Linked DNA regions of Anser cygnoides: regions 2 and 3 are each linked to region 1. A link is a contact called in public Hi-C data. All regions are on one chromosome and are shown on one strand. Each heading gives the region's core, a stretch centred on a gene start, on an enhancer-like site or on the middle of the called end of the contact. The rest is flanking DNA. Distances are from core to core; before and after follow the strand shown. Region 1 overlaps LOC106031380 (a long non-coding RNA gene). Region 2 overlaps LOC106031380 (a long non-coding RNA gene). Region 3 overlaps LOC106031380 (a long non-coding RNA gene).

Region 1 (2,881 bases), core at 188-2,687:
ATAAGCTACATCTCTTGGCTGACAGTAAGTTGTCCAGAAATTGTCCAAAGCTCAAGGTAAAAACAATGGTAGGAATGGCCTTATATTCCATGTGCAAGCATTGAATTTCCTCACGGCAATGTAATTTTTTGAAAATCTTGTCCTAATTATCACAGCTCACATAGATGCTCTCTAGGAACTATTTTACATAGAATTGGTCAGAAACATTTTGACAGTGTGGTTTTCCATTGGAAAATGACATTCTGGCAAAAATTAAATGGTTGAAGAAATCATATTGATTTGACTTTTTTTTTTTTCTTCAGGGCAACATTATTGTTGCTCAGAGATGAGCCTGAATGGGTTGAAGCCATTGTTTTTATTTAGTTGTTCTTTTCTTTCCAAGTGGTGTTTTGTTTTTTGCTTCTTTTTCTAGTAGTATGTAGTAGAGCATAAAACATTTGCAACATATTTCAGTGGGCTCAAAATAAAGTTGTGGAGGAAATACTGAGCTTTTGGGTTTTTTTTCCAAAGCAAAACATAAGTAAGTAATGAAAATACAAAATTCTTTATCAAATGGAAATTTATTCTTTTGCTCCCCACAGGCTGAACCATGCATGCTGTACAGATATCCTGGAAGTACTGCAGGAGGAGCTCACTGTTCTTCTCAGCAAAGCTTTCTTTTTTGTCACTTCTGACTGTTCCAGTTTCCTTTGTCATCCTTCTTAAAGCACCAATTTCCCAAATACTAGGACAGAGAGAACTATGTTGTCAGCTTTCCACTTACCAGTGTAATGAGTAGGATCCTGCGTTAACGGGCCCACAGGTCTGATTCATGGAGGAAATTACTGTGTCCCTGTATCCTTTTAATTGTAGGTTTTAAAACCAAAGCATGGAGATGCACATAAATTATTACATTGTCGTTTAAACTGGAGTCAGTCCAGTGTGAACCCTGAACGCCTGGAGCTGCTCCAGCAGAGTGGCAGGAACAAGGCTGAGAGTCCTAGTAAACACCACATGATTTTCTGGTATTTGCAGGGCATCTGTTTTCCCTGCCCTTGCAGTACCTTTGTCTGGTCTGGAGAAGATCCTGGGTGACTGGTGATTTTATTATGGCCTGGCACATTTGAGGGTAAGCCATTCGGCCTGTCAGCGTGCTCCCAGAAGAAAAGCTTCAGTGAAAAAACCTTGCTCTGGGCTTTGAAATCTGAACTGCAGCCAATTCCAGCTGAGGGATGTGACGATTGCCTTTTGCTGTGAAGTTGCCATCTGAACAATGACACTGTTGTGTGGTTTGAAAAGACAAGGAGCAATGAAAAGGATAAGTGTGTGTCATATGTGGGACTGGGTAGGTACCAGATAGAAAGCAGCCCAGGCCCTCATCGTTTCCTTACATGGTGTGCCTCAAAATCCACATTTAGATCTGTTTCAAGGGGACACGTGCATCCCAAGTTTTCTACTCATGGAGAATTTGTTTTTTACAAGCTGTATTTCGCTAGACCATCTGGTCATGCTGCTGCTCCTTTGAAAGCTATGCCTTATTAAATAGTCCTGGGAACTCAAGAAGGAAAGTCGCAGGAGGGAAGAAGGGAGGAAGATTTCCAAGAGATGTGCTTTTCCTTAATAAAATAATAGTCTTAAGGAGATCACAGCTTGTAACAACCAGTGAGATTCTGCTGCTAATATTCTCTGCAAAACTTCTCAGGGCTCTGCTTCGCAAAGCAGAATCCAGCTGCATCATGCATATGCTGTACAGCTCTCCTGAAATCAAATCGGCCATGGCACAGAAGTGAGTGTTATTCTGTATTTGTCCAAATTACAGTATCTCATCTTTTGTTCTCAATTTACTGGGACAAGAAGCTCCTCTCTTAGAATTTGTTATTTGCCACTCCCGTGAGACCCAGCTGAAGTCATTGCACTAGGCCTCGCCATTTCTTGTGAAATGCTCGGACAAGACTGCGAATGGTGAGGAGGAGACCAAGAGAGATGTGTGGCTGTCGCGTCCCTTTTGCAGACGCAGAACTGAGGCCTGGGTTTTGAAAAATTTGCCTTGAATCTAAAAAAGAGGTGGGAGCAGAATCAGTACAGCAACTCAGCTCTTCTGAGAAACACCCTTTTATTTTAGGCTGTTATTTTCTATGACGGGTGAAACACCTAGCCTGAATTTTAAAGATTATTGTTATTTATGGAAGGAGACCTGCCAGCCTTGCTTTTGTACCTGCATGGTCTATATTGTGTGGTGAGGACTTATATTTTCCTACCCAGGAACTTCGGTGCACCTCAGATTAATATTTGAGAGTTGTTTGCCTGCACTTCTCATAAGGGTCCAACCACAGATACAGCTCCAACAAACTGGAATCCCAGGAGAGTGTCTGAAGTGGTGAAACCCGACAAAGACAAAACTGGGGTCTGGGTAAAGAGCACTTATCCAGGGATGTATGGTAGCCTGGGGTAGAGCTCATTGCTAGAGGAGAGAGAGCTCCAACAGGGTAAGACAGTTATCCAAGCGTTCAGTTACAGATTTAGGATAACCCTGGTTTTTGGGCATTCCCCCAAGGCCTCAAAGGTCTGATATTCAGGATTTCCATAGGAACAGGGCATCTAGAACTTTTATTTTATTTTATTTGGGTGTTTTAAAACTGGTGGTGTTACAGTGAACCTTGTATTGCCATCTTGTCCTGTGAAAAGCAAGCTGACTTACAGGCTTTAGGAATTTACCGTGTGCTTTGTTCTAGCCTAAAATATTATTAAAGTATTAGGTTCTAGCCTAAACATTATCATATTTAATATTAAAACATGGGTATAAAGCTCAGTGTTTTGAAACAGTTTTATATACTCCCATGAATTTACCTAAGTATCAGGCTTTACATGGACAGTTAGAAAAGCCACAGTTACATTTACATTC
Region 2 (2,881 bases), core at 225-2,724, 110 kb after region 1:
CCAAAATGGGGACCTACCCCTGTCTTTCCAGGTTTTATAGGTGATTTGGAGCAGAAGGGAAAACATTGTGGCTACAGCTGAACTAGATTCTCTCCCTGGCCTTGCTACAAGTTTTCTGAGAAGCTACAGACCAGTCGCGTAGTTCCCTCCTCTGCCCTGGTACTGTTATTTGTGAATTGGGAATAATTAGCCTTTTTTTGACAGTCACATCTGGTCAGACCACAACCAACTGGAGCTTAACTTTAAAGTATGTGGCCAGATGCAAAAGCAATATGTTAGTCTGAACATTGGCTTTGTTTGATAATTTTCATAGCTAACATATCAGACAACTTGAGTGCAAGACGAATATGACTTGTTTCTGAGTCTGGTCTAAACAGTAGCTTGGCAGTCACATATTTCTATACTAGAGGAATTTTTTATTTTATTTTATTTTTAAGCCAACATGGTAATGCTGCTGCACATGTGGGTGGCACTGATTTGGGGCTGGAGATGCTAATAGCTCAAATGTGATATAGGAATTCGAGAGAAAAAAAAACATGGAAGCTCTTCTCCCAGATCAGAAGTAGGAGGGACCCTGAGGCAATAGGGATATTCTCTGAGTCCTCTGGATTTTTAAGAAGGGGATGTCTAATACATCCAGGTAGTGCCAGTTCTATCACCCCAGGTTTCAAAACCCTCTTGTCCACGCTGGTAGAAAAAAAGTTGTTAGAGATGCGTGCTGCTAATTTCTTAAAAATCCCTGCTTACTACCCCATGTCCCATGGGTACACTGCTCTGCTCTTGCATGTCTTAAGCAGATGTGCTGGGGAGGAAGGCAGGACCTGAGCCTTCGCACCTCTGTGCAGGATAGCTGGGAAGCATCAACCTGACCGTGCTCACACTTCAGATCGTTTACACAAGCTTTGTAAATCCAGTGCTTTGGGAATATGGTTGTCCTTGCCTGGGAATGCACAAATGAACTAAGCCCGCTACTTCCATGAAGCGTGGGACCAGTGAGTCACGTCACATGGATTGCCTTACATAGAAAAAATCCCTGCTAGGTGTCAGAGGAGAATGTGCTTTGTGCCTCTAGCCTCTGTGGTCGGGCAGAGCCTGCTGTAAAACTGTTCTGGTTGTGCGGCGAGCCAGCTAGGGCTGGGAGCTCTGACCAGATCACAGGAGCGCACGAATCCTACACAAATGTCCAAAAGCTTTTCGGTGGGAAAGGAGGACGCAAAATAAACTCAGGCTTGTAGCCGTGTTTGGCAGGGCTGTGATTTGTCTTATAAAGAGCATGTTTGCTAGACACGCTCCGGTGCACGTTTGATGCACCACAGGCTTGGATGGGGTTGCGGCTGCTCATGGCAGGACACCCGAGATCCCAGACTGCCTTCCTCCCCGTCCCCATCGCAGAAGACCTTGGGGAAGCTGAAGCCTGACTGCAAAGTTGCCTGTGAGCTCGTTATATTGGGATCCTTAAACCGCTGCGAGGGCTGTTGGATAATGTGTGGATAATTTTTTTCGTGGCGTTTTATGAAAAAGGAAATCAGGCCTGGGCTGGTGAGGCTGAAAGAGCAGGGAGTGGATGGGCTGTCAAGGGTCAGCCTCCCAATAGCCCTGTGATCAAAGGCTGCTCTCAGCAGCATGAGTTTATAGGCAGCCAAGACAAACAATGAACAACTTTATCTCCTTTCAGGAAAAAAAAAAAAAAGGGGGCTTACGTTCCAGGAAACCATTTCTGGACAAGACAGCTTTTGGTGGTTGTTCCCTCTCTCGTCTCTCATATAACACATCTATTTCTACTTGAAGGATGATAAGAGGGAGACGGCAGAGCAAACATTAATGGGGTTGTGCCGTGTTCTCAGTTGGTGTAAATAGGCACGGTCCCAGCGAAGCTGAAGCAGCGTGGCCAGTTTATTCCTGCTGAGAATCTGGCCTTCACCAGCAGCTGTCACTGGAAAAGCAGCAGGGAAGCTCCAAATTGAATCGGGGCCATTTCCACGAGTTCGATCCCTTCTCTGAAGGTGTTGCCTCATTTGTTTGCAGCTGGAGGCTTGCCCGTTTGGCTGTCCCAGCAGTGGCCTCCAATGTCAGCTGGTCAGCACACAGCTGGCCAGTTTGGAACACGTTGACTTCGCTGTCAGCTCGCTGGATAAAGGGAACAGAGGGGAAAAATATTTTGGGCTCCTGTGTACTTGATTATTTGTTTGGGAGGAGAGGAAGATATGAGAAGAAAGACTCTCATTCCTAAAATGGAAAAAGTTGCAAAACTTTTAGTTGGGTTTGGATCCAAGGGAGAGGAATCTTCTCAAAATGCGGAGTGTTTTTGATTTAGGATTTCCTGTTGGATGCATTTCAGAAAACTAGTTAAGTCAGAAGTGGCCAGATTCTCAGCTTAGACTAAAGCTGCAAAGCTCCGCTGATAGGAACCAATATCGGGCAGTGACTCCAGCTGAGGATCTTGGCTCGAGGTGTGGTGGCGGATCGAGAAGATCTCTCCTCGCTTGTGGGTTCGGAGCAGGAGTAAATCAGATGTTTGATCCCCCTGAGATGCAGACACCCCCGGTGAGCTGGGGGGGCTGTTCTTAGCAGATGTAAATGTCTTCATGGCGTGGGCTGTGAGGTTTGTTTAGGTGCTTGCAGTCAACTGGCCTGAGCAAATCAGACCTGGGGGAGGTGGGAAGCCTCCCGGCTTTTCAACCAAACAGCCTTGAGGATTCTTGTAGCCATCGCTGCTCTCTGTGCTACATATTTATACCCTTCTACACACTGAACATGGAAAATATTGTGAGAAAAGCTTTCCGAGCCGGGATTTAGGGCTGAGAATAGAGGCAGAAAGCCCTGGGGGCTCAAGAGAACATATTTCCATAGTCTTTCCAGATGTCCCTACAAAAAAAAAGTA
Region 3 (2,881 bases), core at 171-2,670, 75 kb after region 1:
TTCACAAGGTGCTTTTAATCCCTTCGGTTAATGTGAAATTAAGATAATGAGTCAAAGAGAAGAGAGGAACTGGGAAAGGGGCAGCAGGGGGAAAGGGGAAAGAAAGGAAAATAGAAAGAAGAGAGATTCCTCTGACAGATAATTAGGGAGATTGGTTTACCAGCCAGGGACTAATGCTAGCTTCCCAGCTCAAACAGTCCCTCGTGACTCATTTTGTGACTTTAATTTCTATGGGGTTCCTTAAGCAGGTGCCCTCTGACAGGTAGTCAATAGGGGACTTCTGGCCGAGCACCAGCGCCTCCGTGGGGAGGTCGCGTTTGGAGGTCAGGGAGCAGGGCCTGGGAGGCCGGGGGGTCAGCAGCCATCACGGTGACAGATGAACCTCACCGTGTTCCCCTCTCTGGAGCTGTCCCTCGCGCAGCGGCCGAGCCGGCGTCCCTTGGGACCGGCCCCCTTTCTGCTGAGAGCCGTCCCTGTTCGGCTCCCGCTCGGCACCTCTCAACTGCTCTTCATTAGCCGCAGGATCGTGCTCGTTCGCAGCCCCGGAGCCGATGCTGAGAGGGTGCTGTCTCCATACCTCTCAACTGGTCCTCATTAGGTAGAACAGGCCCCTTTTGTCCTGCATGAAGCCCCCTTTGTTTCTCAGCCGCAGCGGGGCTGCGAGAGCAGAACCTGATACAAAACAATGCAGCTTTATTTCGCCGGAGCCTCGAGTCAAGGAGAGAGCAGCGTTTCTCGAAGCTCGCTGACTTAGCGTGTGCGTGGCCGAACACCCGTGGGCTCTGTCTGTCTGTCTGTCTGTGCCCCCCATGCTGAACCCAGCTCCTTGTGCCCTGCTCCTAGCTGGAGCTCGCACTGCCTTCCACCAGCTGCTGATGCAGGCCCCCTTGGAGAAAGTATTTCTAAGGTGATGTAACTACAAGGAATCCTCTACTTTGATCTCTCCACTCAGGGAAGCAGCAATTATTCTGATTTTTCTGTGTTCTGGGGTGAAGTTCAGTGTTTCTCCCCTTTCCCCCAGCGGTTTGCGCCGAGTCCCTGCCCTGGTAGCATCTCCCTGCTTGGCGGGGGGGTCCGGGCCGCTTGGCTTTGCTTCCACCTGCTTTTCCCTGCCAGCCGCTGAGGTTGTGTTGGCTGGAGCCTGGTTAGTCATTCTGTCTGAGATTTCTTTCAGATTGAGGCTAATGATGGCAAAAAAGAAATTAATTTTCTTTCTAATTGGATTCCTGCTTTTCCCCAAAGACCTGATGTCTTTTTAAAAAGCAGTCTCTATCACCTCCGTGTCGGTGGCTGCCATGCAGCTGCAAAGTGGTATCACCACAGGAGTGTCTGGTAGGTTATAAATCGGGTGGCAGAATTAAATGCTTGCATGCCTGGCGTGCCAAGGTCGGTCCCTGATCCCATTAGCCACCTCTTATGCCTCCAAACAGCTGGAGCAGAGCTGAGCATCAGCTGCAAAATACTTAGTTCAAGTGGGAACTGCAAACTGAAAAGAAGCGAACATGACTTTGGGGTCCCATCTGCTCCAACAGAGAGGGATGAAGGGAGAGGACTGGGATTGAACAGAATTTCAAATTCCCTGAGAAAGAAAACAAAGGCTGACTTATTTACTACTTCTTGGAACAACCAGGGAGCCAAAATGCTGCTTGCAGTGAATTGTTCTTGGTGTTTGCACAGTTAAGGTCTTATTTAAGTCTTTTGGGTAAATAGATCAAGCCACAGCCGAGCTTCTCAGAAGCAGGAGTGAGGGCAAGGAGCCCGTTGTCCACATGCCAGTGATCCGGAGAGAAGAACTTCCCTGTCCTATGCAGGAAGGTAAAAGTCCTCGAAATCCAAATTGTTCCAGCTTTAGTGCAGTTACAGCTGTGAGGCAGGTGAGAAGAGCATCCGGAGGAATCCTGATCGGTGAGGTAATCGGAGCGGGGAAACCAGGACAGCAGGATGGAGAAATAGGGCTTTGTGGGTTTCCTGGTACACCTCTACCAAAAGGGATCCTGCTTCGGCTGGTTAATGTTTCTGTGGCCTGCAGGGCAAGCGTTTACACCAAGATCTGTGCCAAGACTGTTGCATCACATTGGTCAAGGTTTATTTTGATACAGCCGCGGGTGGCTTGACGGGTTGCACAACAGCAGAACCAAAACCTCCTCCACGCCAGGAAGCCCTTGCCTGCTGACCTCCAGCCCTGCCACTGAATCTGAAGGGCCCTGGCTGTGGTTCAGCATCCACAGGCTATTGGGTATTGGATGTTCCCACCCCATTGTACGCTTGAATTCTGTGCAACCCACGCAGAGAAACTGGTACGGGCCTCCCGTGTGACTCAGAAAGCTGGGACACGCGGGGTCGGACGTCTCTGGCAAGCAGATGTTTCGGCGGGCAGTGAAGAATTTTGTCGGAGGGTGGTTGGTGATTTTCCTGTAGAAACATCCAGAGCTGTTTGCAGAAGGGCTGGAAGCTGCCGAGTGGCTTGAGCAAGACTTATATCCAGCGCTTCATTCGCGGGCCGGTGCTTGGTATTTATGTAGCGCTCCCCCGTGCCACGCTGCTGATGGGTGCTGGTTTTTTTGGCCCCCTGAAGCAAGTTAAGTGTGTTTGTGTCTAATGCATGGGGCCCGCTGCACCTGCAGCAGGGCTCTGGGTCTCGGAGGGGTCTCAGGACATGGACGAGTCGATGTGACGAGCTGGAGCCGTCTGCCCCCGAAGGCTGGATCTGCTGTGCCGCCGAGTTGGGTGGCCGGCACAGCGCGGCGCTTCTGGCCCGCTCGCTGTGTATGGATGGGGCTCTTGCAGCATGCAAATGCCGCAGCAGGGTGGGACTTTGTCTTACGACCGAGGGGTTTTTGTTTGGTTTTGAACTGTAAATATAACACAATTGTGTTTATAT

Evidence for each region. A called contact is a pair of places that touch in the nucleus more often than the background predicts.
Region 2: a contact with region 1 is called in a Hi-C map of liver, with 4 times the contacts expected there. The contact joins two enhancer-like sites. A contact is called at or near these places in 2 of 7 Hi-C or Micro-C datasets (both in liver).
Region 3: a Hi-C map of liver shows a contact between it and region 1, with 15 times the contacts expected there. The contact joins two enhancer-like sites. A contact is called at or near these places in 2 of 7 Hi-C or Micro-C datasets (both in liver).

What each region holds. Positions count from the first base shown.
Region 1 is chr17:12,802,572-12,805,452 of Taihu_goose_T2T_genome, reverse strand. It overlaps LOC106031380 (a long non-coding RNA gene), which reads left to right. Exons shown (of 15, transcript XR_010825436.1): 6 at 582-834; 7 at 1,612-1,765. Among named protein-coding and RNA genes, the nearest start is that of TBX3, 160 kb to the right of the region's middle. Within about 2 kb of position 1,437, at least 1 of the 3 cell types and tissues checked has open chromatin away from gene starts, as enhancers often do. A contact at or near this core is called in liver, where this site is marked.
Region 2 is chr17:12,690,419-12,693,299 of Taihu_goose_T2T_genome, reverse strand. The region is part of intron 14 of LOC106031380 (a long non-coding RNA gene); the gene reads left to right. Among named protein-coding and RNA genes, the nearest start is that of TBX3, 51 kb to the right of the region's middle. Within about 2 kb of position 1,474, at least 1 of the 3 cell types and tissues checked has open chromatin away from gene starts, as enhancers often do. A contact at or near this core is called in liver, where this site is marked.
Region 3 is chr17:12,727,325-12,730,205 of Taihu_goose_T2T_genome, reverse strand. The region is part of intron 14 of LOC106031380 (a long non-coding RNA gene); the gene reads left to right. Among named protein-coding and RNA genes, the nearest start is that of TBX3, 88 kb to the right of the region's middle. Within about 2 kb of position 1,420, at least 1 of the 3 cell types and tissues checked has open chromatin away from gene starts, as enhancers often do. A contact at or near this core is called in liver, where this site is marked.